Regions from separate parts of the Gossypium hirsutum genome. Here region 1 is linked to region 2. A link is a contact called in public Hi-C data. All regions are on one chromosome and are shown on one strand. The core of a region is the stretch at or near the end of the contact, and the rest is flanking DNA. Distances in the headings are between cores, read along the strand shown.

Region 1 (5,580 bases), core at 205-2,704, 830 kb before region 2:
CCGATGGATGTAGCAGATATGATTCTCAGCATCCCGTTGGCTGAGAGACCACACGAAGACTTTCAAGTTTGGAGTGCTGAAGCGTCGGGGGAGTTCACAGTACGTAGCTCCTATAAACTATTACAAAATACTGCATATGATCCTAGAGCTTATGCTTTACAACTTGACTAAGGATTTCTACAGAAAACTTTGGCTTCTTGATTTACCCTCAAAAATTAAAATTACAGTTTGGAAGATCTCGTGGAATTTCCTTGCTACTCGTGCCAATCTACTATTTAGAAGGCTAACGAGTACTGCAATGTGCCCTCGGTGCGGATCTGGATCTGAATCCATGGAACATCTTTTTTGAGAGTGCCCTGTTACAATATCAGTGTGGAGAGAGTTATCTTTCCTTAGCTACGTGCAGGATAACCAGATGGGGTTTAAACAGTGGCTAACCTGGGTTTTTTCACAGTGCTCAGCATCCCACCGTCGGATTTTCTGTGTTGCAGTCTGGGCCATTTGGGGTGATAGGAACAACAGGTTACATAACAAAGGAGGTAAATCTGCAAAAGAAATAGGGAGATTTGTTAGCAGTTACATTTCAGAGTTAGACTCAGTTGCTAAAACTAGCCGACAGTCCTCCACAACTGGAAAAAAATGGGTAAAACCAACGGACAGTTTTATCAAAATCAATTTTGATGCAGCTTTTGTAAGAGGACAAAATAAAGCGGCTATCGGAGTTGTGGCCAGAAATGAAGAGGGTTCAGTTCTCTTATCTTGTTCAGAGGTTTATCAATGGGTTCCATCAGCTTTTGGAGCGGAAGCAATCACATGTAGGAAAGCTCTCCAGATCGGCGTACATATGAAATGGGACAGAGTTATTATTGAAGGTGATTCGTTATCAATAATAAAGAAGTGTAAAACAAAAAACCCAGATAAATCACTGGTCAGTGCGTTTATTCATGATATCCATCAGCTTTCGGTATACTTTAAGGAATGTAAGTTTGAGCATACCCCAAGATCTACAAATGGCCTTGCGCATAATCTTGCATCTGAAGCGATGAAGAGTAGTAGAGGAGTTTACCTGGTCGGAAGAGCCCCTGGAGTTGCAGAAATTCAAGCAGAAATCGACAGGGTGAGAGAACCAGACTGAAGCCAAATAAGGAAGAAATGGAGAGATGGTTCCGGAATAAAGCAGATTTCAGAGAAACTATACTAAGCTTTTGGTTTTTCAAAACGTCTTGAAGGTGATTTGAGATTGAAGGGACAAGACGAGTTATGACTATTGAGTCTGATTGGGCAGAGGAAACGGCAATATTAATGCATTGCAGAGTTGTTTCCTTTTTTTCATTTCCTAGGTGATTAGGTTTCTTTTTCATTAATGCATTTGTTTTTTCTTATCGATGGGCCTAGGCTGTGTACTGGGTTGGTTTTTCATTCCTTTTGAACTCTTATGTAAACTTTTAAGTTTTATTTTAGCCCAATCTGAGTTTTTTCAAATATATATATATATCTTTGAAGTCATTGGGATGACGCGAACTAATTTCTTTTTAAACATCTTTTTTTTAATAAAAAAGATGGCCAACATAAAAAAAACTTTACGCCTCGTATTGTTCTGATTGAATTCATCATCATCGAATCTAAGCGATTTTGGTGATAATACTAACAATTTCATTTAGAAGAACTGGAAATTATCATTCTTGTAAAATAGATAATTAAAGATTGGTCACGAATTCATCTTTTTTTTTTAAATTCATCTAGTGTATTTTAAAAAATGTTATTACATTTGGTGCCTCATATTGATTCTTTACGGTGAAAGTGAAATCTCATCTTCTGATTAAATTCATCATCATCATCGAATTTAAGCTCTTTTTTTTTTTGATAATTCAAACGATCTTCATTTATAAGAATTGAAAGTTATTGGGTATTTAGTAAACAGAGTTTTAGGTCGTTTTTAGTTTATTTGGGCATTCGCTTTTAGTTGATTTGGGCACAAATGGAAGATTGGATAGTAGAACCCTTTAATTGAATTGGGAATAAGATATGTGAAATGATATATCTGACCATGCTTAAAAATTACTTCATTTGTCACATGCTCTCAAATCTAATAAGATATGTGGAATGAGATATATATCTATTTCTTGAATATTTATGTACTCTTAATTTATTTTTAATTTACTTGTGTAAAATGATTTCTTATGCAACTTTATATTAATTGAAATATGCTACTTGATAAATTTATTCAGAGTGTGACATAATTATCACTAAATATGTAGTTTACAATTATATTAATACACTATTAATATTTATCAATTTCTACAAGGTTAATATTTGCACATAAGGAACTTAAGAAATTTGTTTATTTAAAATTTCAAAAATAGTTACTAATTAATTTTCATAATGGATTTTTTAATTCCTTAATAATAGTGTTTTATTTCAATAATTTCACCCAATAAAGACTAAAGTATTATAAACAAATAAATATTTAACAATAAAATATGACATGCTCATATTTGTCATTTTACACATATCAACTTTTAGTTATTAACTAAAATTTATCAAACACTTTTAAATCAACAATTAATATAATTAGTTGGTCAAACCAACCACTTTAATCAACAATGAATTATCAATCAATTGTCAAACAGGGTCATCATCCTCGTAAAATAGATATTTAATATGAAAAAGGATTTGGTTCTAGACCTAAATCAGTTTGGAATCATTGGAAGAATGGAATGATTAGATATATGGAAAAAATAGTAGAGATGATATAATTTAAAAATGTTTAAATATGTTAAGGGTCTCTCTCCTATTTAAAAAATTAAAATTTTCCCATAACATAATTTTGAAATAGTGAATCCTTACAATCTTTTAGCTAATTTCTATACTCATTTAAAATTTACAAATTTACTCCCTAGACTTATTTTTGACATAGTGAATCATTATACTTTTTTTAGTTGAAAATATTGATCTTTTACCTAACTTCCATCCAAATTATGAAGTAGCAGTTATAATAACTTTAAAATTTATAATTTTTATCAATTTGACCTTTATTTTTAATTTTTTCTTATTTTTAATAAAATATATTAGAAATAAAAATTTAAATTCTTATCAATTGTTTTCCAAATTGAGACCATCATCAAGCTCATGGTAGAAGACCCAAAGCCCATTGATGGTGGCAATGCCATTATAAAGCTTGTCATCCCTGCCCATAAATTAACGGTGAAAGAAGATAAGAAGCAAGCGAGTATAATTGCTGAAAATGGTTTAAATATACCATAATAAAGTCACTTATTTGTGAGCCATTCATCTTATTGTTGGAGAGGTATAATGGCTTGGAATGCGAAGATGGTACCAGTTGGAAGTAGGTTTGCAAGGTGGGCTGAAAATAGTAGAACGTTGAGGGTGGATTGTGGAAGAGCTACTTTGATGGTCGCCATGAATGAGCTTTTGAAGTAAACTTGTGTATAGATCGTTTTTATATAATAAAAAAAAATTAAATTGGGTCTTTGAAGAGAGAAAATTTCGATTAATTTTGGTGGAATATTGAGTGTAAATTTTTGAACAAAGTATTATTTAAAATTTTGAAAGCAACCGAAAAGATTTTAAATTTTTACTTATCAAAACAATAATTTTTATTTTTTAGAATTTTTATGTATTTTTAAAGAGTAAAGATTAAAATGACAAAAATTATAAAAGTTATTTTTTAAGGTAAAATTAAAAGAAATTTAAGATTATGATTCTTAAATTAAAAAAATATAAAAATTTAATGCCCTAAAATTAAAATATAAAAACTAAAATTTAAATTTTAAAAGAGTAAATACTCTTTATATATTTAAACCTTAGAAATAATTTGGAATTTATGATCGTATTTTACCTGCTAATGCAATTATGTATTTTGTCCGGTTAAAAAAAAAGAATATGTATGCCTGAATTATATATATATATACACAATTGATACAATGTTTAAATCAAGTTTGGGATCAAACATCTTAAATTAAGATTTGAAATCAATATTATATTTATCATTTTTATTCATATTTATTACATTAAATCAATATTTAAAATTTTGAGCTTATCAAATTTATTTATTTTATTTCGTTAAAAGTAATATATATTATATAATAAGAATTAATCAGACCTGTTTTTGACATTTTTGGGTTCTAGGCAAAACAATAAAATGCGGTTTTAGATTCCTTAAAAGTTGGAGAAAAAAAATTTTAGGTCCCTTAAAAGTTGGTAATTTTTTTTTACTTTTAAAAGTTAAAAGAAATTTGTTTTTGGACCCCTTAAAAATTGAAAAACAATATTTTGAACCCTTTTTAGCCTTGAGCCCTGGAGGGTCGCACCTCTAGACGACCCCCAAGGCCGGGTCTAGAATTAATCATTTATTATTTGAATTATAGGTGTTTATGGGTGTAGTTGAGCTTAAGCATAATACTTGCTCAAGCTTGGTCCAATCTTAAATATGGGTGTAAAATTTTATTCAAGTCCGGTCATATTTGTAGATGGTTAACTCAAGCTCATTTAGATCTACCTATATTATTTTATTTTATTTTTGAAAAAATATTTTATTTTTATATATATTTTTCATTCATTGAAAATATATATTTAGGAAACTTAACATTTTTTAATATGTTTACATTATATTATAGATTTAATTTTTATATGTTAGAAATCACATAATGTATAAAAATAACATAATACAATATTTTAAAAATCTAGATAAAATGTTAGGCTAGGTCGAGTTCGAATCTTAAATGTTTGATCTTGAGCTTAAAGTTTTTGTACAATATCATTTTTTTAAATTTAATATTTGTTTTAAACACTTTAAATTTCGAAAGAACTTTTTAAAATTTAAGTTTGATTTAAATCAAACAAGTAATAAGCAGGAGAAGTTAAGTACATCGATTTCTTTTAAGATCTTGGAGAAATTATGGACATTTGATTTCTTTTAAGATCCTTTAACTGCAAAACGATTTTGAGGATTTGGTTATGATATGGATGGAATAAGAAATTTTACACAATTATATATATACCTGCTTCTTTTTACATAAATTATTAGTTTTCAAAAAATATATATTAATGATTTGAGGAATTTCGAAGTAGAAAAGAAAATAGATATAAATCCTGACAATAATTATTTAATAAAAATATTTATAATTTTTTAAAAGTTAGTGATATTACAGTAAATTAAACTGGATAAATTTTCCGAATATATGAATAATATTATAGAGAAAATATTGGAGAAAATTAAATTAAAGAATATGAGTTCAAAATACTAAAATTTAGTAAGAATTGGAGGTAAGATATTGGAGGAAATTAAATCAAATATGTAAGAAAAGAAAAGTTAATGGAATAAAATTGATTTAATTCCCTCCAATTCTCACATACAACTCGTTACAAGTAATAAAATTTCAGAAATTGGCAATTGAACTCCAGCTTCCAAGATGGTTATATATAGGAGGAAGATAAAAGAGGCTGTTGAAGATGCATGAGGCAAAAATCTCGTGAGCCGGGGAAGTTAATTGTTGACTAATCAATTCGGATTGGTATAGCTTAGACCTCGGTTTCTAAAGAAGCCTAAAATAGAATATA
Region 2 (5,787 bases), core at 3,182-5,681:
TCTTAAAATATCTAATTATTTCATGAATAAAAATTGATGTTATCCATGTACGAGAATGTTATGTATTATTTATATAGGAGATAGACTTATGAATATGTTTTTCTATGAATCCTATATGTTGCGTGCCATATTTACATGTGTACCCTTAACTTAGCGGACTCATGTATGCTATATGTCTTAATTACATGCGTAATCTTGATGTTACAAACCCATATATGTGTGTGAACCCATGTTTTTTTTTGCGAGCCCCACTAAAGTATGTGGAGCGACAGAAATATGTAAGTGTACACAACCGCAACAAGTAATAAACTGACAAGTAAATATCGAGTTATCGTACCCACAGGAACTATGAAAAGAATTATTTATTAATGCAATTAAAAACACTTTGGTGAAGAAAATTATTTTGATTTGAGGAGATGATTAAAAACTAAAATTTTTAACTATGTAAAATAAATAAAGAGAAAATAAAAGCTCTAATGCACGATTTCAAAAGATGATTTTAATCAAGATGACATAATTGTTCTAGATTAATTACATTCTTAACTTAGAATTATTAAACTCATGTTCATGTTGCTACGAATAAATTCACAGCAACTTGGTAATTTGCTAACTTATGAACATACTCACCTACCAAAATCCATTTATCTCTTGAATAAGAAAATGTATTAATGCACATACATACTTATGAAATTAAAATAATCTCTTGTACATATTCTTATGCCAATTCAAACAATTAATTCAATCTCATAAGCACATAAAAGATTACGTGAGGTAACAATGTATTCCTACCTTGAAACAGTTTAATTACAATAATCTTGCAAGTTATGCAAGGCTAATATATCGTTAGATACCGTTGCTAATTTAACCCTTAGCTACCTTAGATGATTAAACATGCACTAATTAAGTATTATGTCAATTAATTACAATTTCAATCCGTTTAAATAATTAATTCATTAGTTATCTTACAATTTTAATGCAAGAATAACTTAGTCATGGTTTTATTTAATCAAACATCTTACCAAGGCCTATAACAACACAAACACAATTTTAATAAATTAAGTGGATAAAATGCAATCAACCTAACACGGATTAAATTTAAGTCATATTAATTAAATTAAACATATCAACATCACAAATATTCATAGACATATTCATAACAACAACAATAAAATTAAAAGGATAAGGAACAAGAATCAATCTGGTGTTTCTCCGAGGCTTGACTAGTTTGCTCCGCTCCTCCTTCTCCGCTTGTTCTTGTTGATCCGATGCTTCCACAAACAGTTAAATGCTACTTAAAATGGTGGTTGAAGGACTCTTTTTCAAGAGGTGAAATCGACAAAGGAATGGGGAAGAAAATGAAGAACAATGGAAGGGGTTTGAATAGAGAAAGTGAGAGAGAAGTGAAATGATGAGAGGATTTTAGATGTGTTTCTAATTAGTATCCAATGGGGGTTTTGATAGGTTGATTAGGCTGCTAAAAATTGAAAAAATTAGCAGCCATAGAGTCCCCCCATGACCGGCCACACATGTGGCAAGTTTGAAAGTTTCAAACTTGCTATTTTAATGTAGAGGCAAATCTAGAAAAGCATGAATAGTGGAGGGGTTTGAATGCAAATTCAAGAAGTCTTCAAGGGCTATTTTGCAAGCCAAAAAATCAGTCAAACAAGCTGATTGGGTCAGCATGTGGGACGGCTTTGGGCTGCCTAGTGCTCGATCGGATCGGTTTTCTTGGTTCAGCTCAACTGGGCCTCTTTTCATAATTAATTAATAATAATTTATTTAACCCAAAATAATTTTGATTAAAATTAAAATTAATTATATTATGAATTAATATTCATAATTTGGACTGTCTTAGGCTAAAAAATTAATTCGCCTTAATGCTTCAAAATCGCTTCTCAGTTTTGCGCTTCTAGTAGTGTTTGCCGAGCCAATTTTCGCCATTTGTGCGATTCTGTCGAAAATGATCAAAATTAATCAAAATTTAATGTAAAATTAATTAAAATTTAACATGTTAAAAATTTAACTGCAGTTTAATTATTTTATAATTATTATAAATTTTTCGACAAGAATTTTACCGAAACTGCATGAATTTGAGTTAAAAAGGGCATGAAAAAATGTGTATATTTTCGTGTTTCCAGGATGATAACCCTTGCATGCGTGTTTCCTTTGTTTGTGAAGCTTGTTTATTAACAAAACCATGATGTATGTTAAGAATTTTAGGTACTATGCGAACCTATGATTTTGTGTGAAACCCATACATTGGGAGTTATGTGAACCTATGAGTTAAGTGTTTTTAAGTAAAGGCTGGAAAGTATATGAATTCGTGCCTCATACTATTTTGCAAACTCTTAAGATTTCTTTGTTGTACAATTTGAGTTGTTGTATGCAAACCTAAGTTGTGCTGCGAACTCTTAAGTTTATTATCAAGCATGCAAACCTGCTTAAGTTACTTTGTGAAGCTTGCTTGTTTTACATTCTGTTTCCACTACTATATTTTTGTTTTAGCACAACTTTTGCTATTATTAAGTGGTGTGTTGGAGGTTAGGTTGGAAGTTAACGGAGAGTCACTCTGGTGATCAATGTAGTTCGCTGGACTCGGGTCGCTCCTTCTCGACCGAATTTGAGGTGTTACATGTGTTTTGGCATCAGCCATCAAACCACCTGTATTGTTGTAGCTTGGTTTCTTAGAAGTGTCATAGAATAGGGTACCACGGCGTAAAATATAACATATATAAACTTTAAATAAATGAATTTAAAGTTAAAATTGAATTAGATAAATATTGTCAAATATAGAACAAATCTAGATACAACATGAGAAAATAATTATAACATGTTACAACAAAACCCAAATGTACACATCAAAATTTATATGAAATATATTATTAACATATAAAAAATTATATACATTTATAGTACTTTCAACATGCACAAAATAACATAAGCATTAATAGGTGATGCCACCCAAACTTTTATCTAAATTAAATTAATATAAAAAATACAAATATCCCATTAATTGAGACATGCGGCGAAAATTATACAAACCATAATTAAATTTAAAGGGTAAAATATATATTACCCATTACTTTTTAAACCCTAAATGAAAAATTAAATAATCTTAGGTAGTGTTTGTTTAATTGGAAATAGTTTATGAAAAATGATTTCTCAAATGGATTGATTATTTTTGGAAGAAAACATATTTTCTGATGTTGGGATGATTTTACATAACATATTTTTCATTGTTTGACAATTTTTCTGAAATCATTTTCTTAAAGTTGTTTTTAGCAAAACAAACACAACAAAAATACATTTGCTACAAAATATTATAGTAAAATTTTCTTTTGACAATTGAAATTTATTTTATAATAATATAATATTTTATAATAATTAATATCATATATAAACTTGATTATAAACAAAGTCTAATTAAAACTTTATTTAAACTACATATATTACTAAAGCTAAGCATAATTTAAACAAATACTCATATTTATATAATTAAAATATTCATATTTTATATCATAAAACATTTCTTATTAAATGTTTATAAATTGTAATATATATTTATTATTAAATTATTAATATAAATATTTTTCAATAATGTACTAAGAATATTATTTAAAAATTAAAATTATTATTGTTAAAATAAAATTGTAATAGTAAATAAATTATTAAAATGATAAATTATATTAATAGTTTTTATATTATTAAGTACAAATAATTAAATATGTATGTTTAATAGTATTTTTTTGTCACAATATGTTTAATAATATTGAAGATTACAATATTTGATTTTAATATTTTAAAAATTAAAATAAAAATTCTTATTAATATCATAATATTAGATTTGATTCAAGTTATTTTTTATATAAAATAAAATTATTCATAAATGAGATCTTTTTTGAAAATTAATTTACTTTTTTTGAAAGGGTAAGTCAATTAAAAAAAAGAGAGAGATTTATTTTCGGTTGACATGTAAATCATTTTCCTTTGACTAAGCTGTTAACTATAAAATAAACACAAGTAAAACAAATGCACCCTTATTTAATTTATATTTTTACTAACTACCTAAATTGACCCTTATTTAATTTATATTTTTACTAACTACCTAAATTGATATTTGACCAATAAGATTAATTTTTATTTAATTGAAAATCATAAAATACATAAATATGGTTATGGAATAATTTTAAATACCAAAACAATATTTCAAAGTTAAACCGGATCCAACCATTTTTAGTTTTTCTGTTCGAATTTGACCCAACTCATGGCAATTTCATAAATACACAGGTATTTTTGGGTTTATATTGGGTCCATGCGAACGAAAACTCGAATTAGGTAAAGCCCACATTACATTCCTCAATCCAACTTTTGTTAACCTGGTCCAATTAATATTTCGACATTATATATTCAAATCCGAAACCTTTGGAAAAAGTAAATGGCTTTTCCGAGTGGCGAGCAGGAGACGCTGCAGCGTAAGCACTGCTGCTTAATCCATGAATTTTACAGAGCAGCAAGCAAAAGCCCTGACAAAATAGCCATCATCCACGCGTCACCATCTAACCCGTCAGCTAATGAGGTCCGGATTGACAGAGAGTTGATCAACGGTGGGAATCCTCCGGTGTATAAAGGCGACCGGTGTTTCACTTTCGCTAACCTTTTAGCGTCCGTTGAATGTCTCAGTTTTCGTATATGTTCCGTTCTTGATGGTGCTGATGATCGTTACTTGATTAAACCCCAAACCTCAGGTACTTTTTTCTTTTTTCCCCTTCAGTTATGAATTTGTTTATTAAGATTCTGTTTGTTTGTTACTAGAAAAATGAGTGCAATTTGTATAAATTACAAAGGTTTGTCTTTTTGATTAATAAAAAGGATTTCAAATATAATTCAGCTTGAATACTGTCCATAAGAAGAGGAGGAAACTCCTCAATCGTTTGTTGGTATTCTGTGAATTTTAATATATTTATTTCTTTATTTCATTTGTTGGTTCTTCTTCACGGTAACTTTTGATATATCAAAGAGAAAGTAGGAGAAATAAAAACCAATGCTTTTTAAAGGAATTTTAATTGTTTCTTAATTCTTAATTTCTTATATGATTTGATGAAATGGGTTTGAATATTTCATGTTGATGATGACTGCAAGAGGAAAAAAAGGCATGAATTAATTAGAAATGTTAAGAGTTGTGTACAAGTATTTTGTTGTTTTAGAAGGAATTGCGGGTGTGTGTGTGTTTTAAGAATCCTTATTGGTCATTTTCTGTATCAATGAAGGTGATAACTCCAATGGCAAGCATCCTCAGTCTGTTCAAATGTCAGAAGCTTCATTGGATTTCATTCGAGGAGTTTGTCAACATACTGACCTTGAGAATATGTATGTACCAAAGATTGTTGCACTTTTTATGCCACCTTCAGTGGAATACGTAGTTTCTGTTCTTTCTGTTTTGAAGTGTGGGGAGGCTTTCTTGCCTGTTGATCCTGCATGGCCGAGAGATAGAATATTGTCGGTTTTGGATTCTTTAGATGCTGCTCTTGTTGTCACTTGTGGATCTTCACTTGTGAAAAGTGGTAGTGAGCTGGTTGATCAATTAGATTGGCTCTTAGAATGCTGCAGTTGTCCTATCATGCGCTTTTCTATGGAGGCAAGTATTGAACCGCATAAAAGTCAATCAAGTCTAGCATGGCCTTGTGAAAATGAAAGAAAAAGATTGTTTTGTTATCTAATTTACACTTCAGGATCTACGGGAAAGCCTAAAGGTGTATGTGGCACAGAAGAAGGTATGTTTTTTGTCAT

The links. Hi-C and Micro-C count contacts between places; a contact is called where the count stands out from the background.
Region 1: a contact with region 2 is called in a Hi-C map of leaf, with 1.6 times the contacts expected there. The contact joins the promoter of LOC107919988 here to the promoter of LOC107919976 in region 2. A contact is called at or near these places in 2 of 34 Hi-C or Micro-C datasets (both in leaf).

The regions. Positions count from the first base shown.
Region 1 is chrD13:32,679,272-32,684,851 of Gossypium_hirsutum_v2.1, reverse strand. It overlaps LOC107919988, which reads right to left and starts at 1,454. Exons shown (of 4, transcript XR_001690507.2): 1 at 439-1,454; 2 at 1-356.
Region 2 is chrD13:31,849,232-31,855,018 of Gossypium_hirsutum_v2.1, reverse strand. LOC107919976 (putative acyl-activating enzyme 19) reads left to right here and starts at 4,431. Exons shown (of 17, transcript XM_016849434.2): 1 at 4,431-4,745; 2 at 5,268-5,771. The coding sequence starts at 4,436.